Linked DNA regions of Mus musculus: region 2 is linked to region 1. A link is a contact called in public promoter capture Hi-C data. All regions are on one chromosome and are shown on one strand. The core of a region is the stretch at or near the end of the contact, and the rest is flanking DNA. Distances in the headings are between cores, read along the strand shown.

Region 1 (3,241 bases), core at 246-2,745:
ACAACCATCTGTGACTCCAGTTCCTAGATCCAGTGTCTTCTTCTAAGCTCTATAGGAGATCAGGAATTCACTTGGTACTATAAGACCCCCTTTCAGGGGCCCCCACTCTAGTCTTAGCAGAGAGAGCACACCCAAAGAAACACAAGATTCCTTCTTGTTGCAAACACACGAGGCAGTTTAATGATGGAGCTCCGGGTTAAAAGGTATCTCACGCAGGAGACAGTGGATTTGACCCCGAGGCTCAATAGCTAGGGGTTTTTATGGGGTAAAGGGCTTAGGGGTGGGGAATTCAGCATAGCGACACACTATTGGCTTATTCAAACATCAGCAAAAGAATATGTGCAGGTCAGGGTTTTGTGAGTTGTTGACTCAGTTCAGATAGCCCTGTTATGTCCTCACATTCCTCTTTATCTTTATGGTTAAGCTGTTCCCAGGAATGTTTTAACGACGGGGCATGCCCAGGTTTGTTTTTCTTTGTTCTCAGTCCCAGGCAGCCTCTAGGCTCACAAACAACCAGCAATTTCTGAGTACTTTATATGACTTACAGGTCTTGAAATTTCATCTTTCTTTCAGTACGTAGACATACACGTAGGCAAAACAACCATACACACAAAAGTTAGGAGACTATGGACCCCTTGGGATCACAGGTCAAGTGGAAACTGAATTCAGCCTGGTGAGATACTGGGTAGAGGACCCAGCTAATCTACCACCTGTCTCCTGACTCACAGAATCCACAAGATAGTACATGAGTTAGCATATCTTACCCTGCAGAAACAGGAAAGTAGCTAAGCATGGCTATGCTCTAATAAGCTTTATAAAAGCAGATGGTAGGACAGGTCAGCAGTTTGTTGAGCCCAGTCTAGAGGCATGGTGTGGGAAGTGGTTATATAATGTATGGGCAAACTATTCAAGCCCAAGAACTACTCTGAACTATAGAGGAACAATTAAAAGGACATCCTGGTGTTGCTTGGTTTATGTTCTCGGCCCCTGAGATGCAGACAGGAAGGGTGGTGTCTGTTTCCTGCCAGACCTTTGATAGTAGGGATTCACAGGCATGAGTCACGGCATGTGGAAACAACACACAGCCACCAATCTGGAGGAAGGTCTGTAAGCTAGCCCTGGAGAAGCAAGTCTGGGCTCTGTAGTTAAGGCAAAAAGGCCAAGGCTGAAGACCAGATTCGAAGGATATTCTCACCTTTGTCCAAAACAATGAACACATAAGACACTTTTGACAGTGGATTGCCTCTGAGACGTGAGGCTCGGAGGCAGTGGGTGATTGGCTTTTCCCCCCCAAATGCTCTGTTTCATTTACTGTAGGAGCAACAAACAAATGAACTCCAAACATAGCATAATACAGTGCTGAACCTAATTTTTTTAGACAGGGTCTAACAACTAAGGCTTGTCTTGGAACTCACCATACAGCCCAGACTGCTTTCCCCCCACTTCAAAAGTGCCAGGATTATAGGCCTGCACCGCCAGGCCAGGAAAGGGGGGTTGGGGCTATAAAGATGGCTCAACATGACTGCTTGTTACACAAGCCTGGGGGCCCAAGTTTGGTTTCTATAGCCCATGTAAAGGTGAAAGGAGAAAAACAGGGGCACTGCTGTCCTCTGACTTACACACATGTACTCACATACATGCACACACACACACACACACACAAATAATAAAGTTTTTAAAAATATTTTTCCTGTTGTGCTGAGGGGTGAAATCCAAGGTCACGCACATACCAAGCAAATAAATGTTCGGCTTTTACCCCCTCTTCTCTACTTTTTATTTCCCTTTGGTTTGTTGGTTTCAGTTTTTGTGGTTTTGTTGGTTTGTTTGAGATGTGGTTGAATGTATCCCAAACTTACCACATGGCTGGGGATGACCTAACTTCTGATCTTCCTGCCTCCTCCACAAGTGCCAGGTTAGCAGGTGTGTACCAAGCTGCCTGGTTTTGAGGTGCCAGGGATTGAATGCACACTAAGCAAGCACTCTGACAACTGAGCTTCACTCCCTACCCCCACTTGATGTACCCCACAAAGGCCACTTTATTGCCTTGTATATACAGTTCACTCCTCTTTCTGGATGTTTCCCTTATGCCTGTGATACTCCCGCATGACCAACTGAGTGATGCTCCCACATGAGAGAGTGATGCTCCCACATGACTGGGTGATGCTCCCACATGACTGGGTGGTGCTCCCACATGACCGGGTGGTGCTCCCACATGACCGGGTGGTGCTCCCACAGGACCAGGTGGTGCTCCCACAGGACCAGGTGGCTCAGATATGCGAGGTTGGCAGCCTCTTCTTCACTTGGTATTGACTAGAAAAGGAACCACATTGCCTAGGTTTGGTTGTTTGGCCAGGAGCCCATCTTGCTGGTCTAAGATGGCTTCAATGAATTAGCCAAAGGTCAGATGGGTGATGAGGGCACAGGGGCTGACGCATGAAGACCCACCAGCCTCTTCCCACCCCACATGGCCTAGCAGTCACCAATATGGAACCCCAGAAGCTCCTTGTGTGTCTTTTTGCTCCGCTCTAACAAAATCCTATAGGCTGGGAGGCATAGAGGACCAGATATCTACTTCTCAAAGTTCTGGAAACTGAGAAGCATGAAGAGAAGATAAAGTCTTTTTTGTTTTGTTTTGTTTTGTTTTTTGTTTTTTCGAGATAGGGTTTCTCTGTATAGCCCTGGCTGTCCTGGAACTCACTTTGTAGACCAGGCTGGCCTCGAACTCAGAAATCTGCCTGCCTCTGCCTCCCGAGTGCTGGGATTAAAGGTGTGTGCCACCGCGCCCGGCTGAAGATAAAGTCTTAAGTGAATGTGTTGGCAATTATTCACACGAGTGCAGTCATGTTGTGGATGCTCACAATGCTCATGGATGCCAGTGCTTCAGACAAACTCACGGGAATGGTGACACTTTCACCTAATCTGAATACAGATGTAGACAGTGTATGGTGTGTAGAGAAATACCTAGAGCAACTTGTGTGCTGGATGATAGCAGCCTGAGTCGGCTCCTCTACAGAGACCACCTGCTCCCCTACAGAGATCACCAACCTAGACTAGCTACCTGCTTCCTGCTCCTGCTGTATAAAAACCCACTTGGTTCCCAGCTTGCTGTCACGTCTCCATTAACAGTCCCCCATCCAAGCTTTGTTTGTGCTCTTTGTTTCTTTGTTTCTTTCATTAGTTCATTTATTCTTCCTTTTTTTTTTTCCTGAGACAGGATCTCACTATGTAACCTTGACTGGCC
Region 2 (3,215 bases), core at 227-2,726, 74 kb after region 1:
AAGCAGGTCAGGAAGCAGGAGCTGATGCAGAGGCCATGGAGGGATGTTACTGGCTTGCTTCCCCTGCCTTGCTCAGCTTGCTTTCTTATAGAATCCAGCCCAGGGATGGCACCACCCACAATGGGCCTCCCTTGATCACTAATTGAGAACATGCCTTACATCAGGATCTCATGGAAGCATTCTTCAAGGGAGGCTCCTTTCTCTGTGATAACTCCAGCTTGTGTCAAGTTGACCCATAAAACCAGCCAGTACAGCTGGAATTCCCTCCGTCTCCCAAGTGCTAGGATTTGAACCCTGGCTCTTTGAATACTTTCTTCATGGCTTCGACAAATTAATCTTTCTAACCTATGGAAGCAAGGACAGCAACCAGCTGTTGTAGCCATTAAATAAACCAATACCAGGAACCACTTGCAACATGGTTTCTGCCCTTAGGAGAATCCTGCTTCCTGCCTACAGACACTGACAGAGTCCAGGGGAACAGAACAGAAGCAGAAGAGAGATGCAGTGAACACGGCAAAAAAAAAAAAAAGCCTCTTTTAAAAGATTTCCTACTTTATATGGGAGGGTGTTTTACCTGCATATATATTTTGTGCCACATGCATGTCTGTGCCCACAGAGATAAGAAAACAGCATTAGGCATGGTTGTGAGCCACCAGATGGGTGCTGGGAACCAAACCTCCGGTCCTCTGGAAGAGCAACAAGTGTTCTTGACCTCTGAGCCGTCTGGTAAGCCCTTGATTTTTTTTTTTTTTCCAGACAAGGTTTCTCTGTGTAAAGCCCTGATTGTCCTGAAACTCTCTGTAGACCTGGCTGGCCTCAAACTCAAGAGACCCACCTGGCTCTGCCTCCCAAGTGCTGGGACTAAAACGTGTGTGCCACCACAGCCCAGCTCAGCCCTTGATATTTTTTTGAACCCAGGTCTTTCTGTGTTGTCCCAGTTGGCCTTGCTAGTGGTGTGGTCAAAACTAACCCTTGAGAGCAATGTCCATTGGGAGGTAATTTGGAAACTCTATCTCTACTTGCTTTTCACCAAATCTGCCTGCTATCTATTCTAGATTTAGTGGGTTTCTTTGGGGCGATGGGGTTGTTTGTTGAAACACATATGTTTCTATGTATATATGTAGGAAGGTAGGTAGCCTCAGCTGGCCTCGAACTCCCAGAGATATGCCTGCTTATGCCTCTCAAGTGCTGCTGGGGTTAAAGGTGTGTGCAACAACTCCCAGTTAGAATTTGTTGTTGTCGTTAAAAGAAAAACAGACAAACAACACTTTATGGACATAATTAACATGATGTAAAAGTGATGTTTCAATACATTCACAAAGCAATGCAGTCATCCCTTTTAACCCGAGGCCAGTTTGGGTTTTTAACCGGAGGTTGCTGAGGACGATCCATCCTTCCTGAGAAGCAGAACCTGACTGTGGCAGATCCGCTGAGTCACAGCGTCGGTGTCCGAGCTGAACCCGGGTCTGGCGTCTGGCGCCCCCTAGCGAGGCCTGAGTGGCAGAAAACCCCACTCGGCGCTGCCCGGAGCACCGCGGGCCCCCCACCCCACCCCTCGCACCCAGGAAGCTGCTGGGTCCAGGTCTCACAGGCGTCTGAATCACAAACCTCAGACCAGCCTCACTCCGCCCTTTTACGGGGGAATGAAGGCTTGTGGGAAATGAAGCGAGCGATGTGGGACAGTCGCTTAGAAATGGGTTTTAGTGGCAAAAGATCTGAGTTCGAACTCTGCTTGCCCTAGCTACACGGGTTACTCAACGTCTCCAAGCCTGTTTCCTCACATATGAGAAGGTACTAATTATTCCTTCTGGCGTGGTTGTACGTCAGACATGATGCTGTAAACTGCAGGGGCTGGAGTTTAGAACCACTGTATTTAATTATGCAACTACCTAAGGGTGTTGAGGCCCCTCTCTTACCCAAGGAGCTCTCCAGCAGCTCAAGGGCTGGTTATAAGCCGTTTTGCCAGGAGCAGGACCCAGGCAATGAAGCCATTGTAGCTACATCTATTCAAGAAACAAACCCCAGACTAGGGCAGTCTGCAGTCCAGGGAGGTTCCCGTCTCCCTTGGGAAGAAGACTGGAAGATCTGGGAGCTAGGAAAGACCAGGGCGTCCTTCTGGAGCCTGAAGGGAACTGCTAATTGGTATTTGTAGACTTCTCCAGCAAGTTGAAGCTCCAGAAGGGAAATCACTCCCCAGACCCCAGCACCACTGGGAACCTTGCTCCCAGGGTAGCAGGGTTGGAAGCCAGAGGATATCACTCATGTCCTCAGTAGACTGTCAAGTCCCTGTGGCTGCTTGCCCATCAGGGATTCTCATCCGGCCCACCGTAAAGGTTTACAGTGAGCTCAGAGGCTCTGCCATGGAAAGAAGCCGAGGAAAAAATAGCAGACAAATTCAAGAGAGCAAGCAGGGCCCCAGGAGTGTTTCAGAGAGTCAGCAAGGTGGCCAATTACTGAGGGTTCCCTTGCCCACCTCCTGACACTTGAGAGGGCCACCCAAGATGGCAAATGGGCTGTACAGAAGACAGAAGGACCGATGTCTTTGAGCCTGAGTAGCCGCTGTTCTTCAGGAACAGAAGGACCTGGGACTTCATCTGCACATCCCTGGGCCTCCAAAGGTCGGGGAAGTGCATCTGTTAAGGTGGCAATAGTCATGTCAATGGAGATATTGATCTAAAAGGATAGCCTGCAAGGGCTCCCGAGGGGCCTATGAGGAGCACTCTGTCAACAACTGCCTTCTTTGGCAGGTGTCTGGTAAATACTTCCTGGTGCCAGGTCTTGAGGCTCTGAGGCAGGTGTCCCACGTGCCTCTTCCACTCCTGTGTCATCAGTGTGACTCATAAGGCTGGGAAAGGGTCATCCCCTCTTGCTCTCCAGGGATCTGTTCTTTCTGGGGTTTGGTCCAGTGAAACCTCAAGGATGTTCCAGAACATTCTTTTTTTTTTTTTCTCATCACCCTCCCTCCCTTCCTCTTCTCTCTTCCTTCTGCCTTCCCTACACTGCAGATGGAACTCAGGGCCGTGTACATGCTAGGCTAGTGTTCTACCATGGAGCCCCATCCCTGGCTTGGATTGGCTCCTAGGTCCTGAAATCCCAGCCGACCAAGCCCAGCCATGGAGGGTATAAAGAAGGAACCAGATCCTAAGGGCACCTGCCCTCCCAGGACTGGGGACCTACCTACTTACACAGTTTTTCCCATCCCCCACAAAGGAAAA

Evidence for each region. Promoter capture Hi-C pulls out the DNA fragments that hold promoters and counts their contacts.
Region 2: a contact with region 1 is called in a promoter capture Hi-C map of trophoblast stem cells, with 8 times the contacts expected there. The contact joins two enhancer-like sites. A contact is called at or near these places in 7 of 39 promoter capture datasets (the 3T3-L1 cell line, cranial neural crest, embryonic stem cells and 3 more), 21 of 484 Hi-C or Micro-C datasets (the Ba/F3 cell line, the NIH/3T3 cell line, brain and 9 more), 2 of 115 datasets of contacts at active chromatin or transcription factors (both in embryonic stem cells) and 1 of 9 other capture datasets (adipose tissue).

What each region holds. Positions count from the first base shown.
Region 1 is chr11:104,202,451-104,205,691 of GRCm38.p6, forward strand. No RefSeq gene overlaps it. Among named protein-coding and RNA genes, the nearest start is that of Sppl2c, 18 kb to the left of the region's middle. Within about 2 kb of position 1,496, at least 4 of the 459 cell types and tissues checked have an H3K27ac peak or open chromatin away from gene starts, as enhancers often do. A contact at or near this core is called in trophoblast stem cells, where this site is marked.
Region 2 is chr11:104,276,960-104,280,174 of GRCm38.p6, forward strand. All of the region lies in intron 1 of Mapt (microtubule-associated protein tau), which reads left to right. Among named protein-coding and RNA genes, the nearest start is that of Mapt, 47 kb to the left of the region's middle. Within about 2 kb of position 1,477, at least 34 of the 459 cell types and tissues checked have an H3K27ac peak or open chromatin away from gene starts, as enhancers often do. A contact at or near this core is called in trophoblast stem cells, where this site is marked.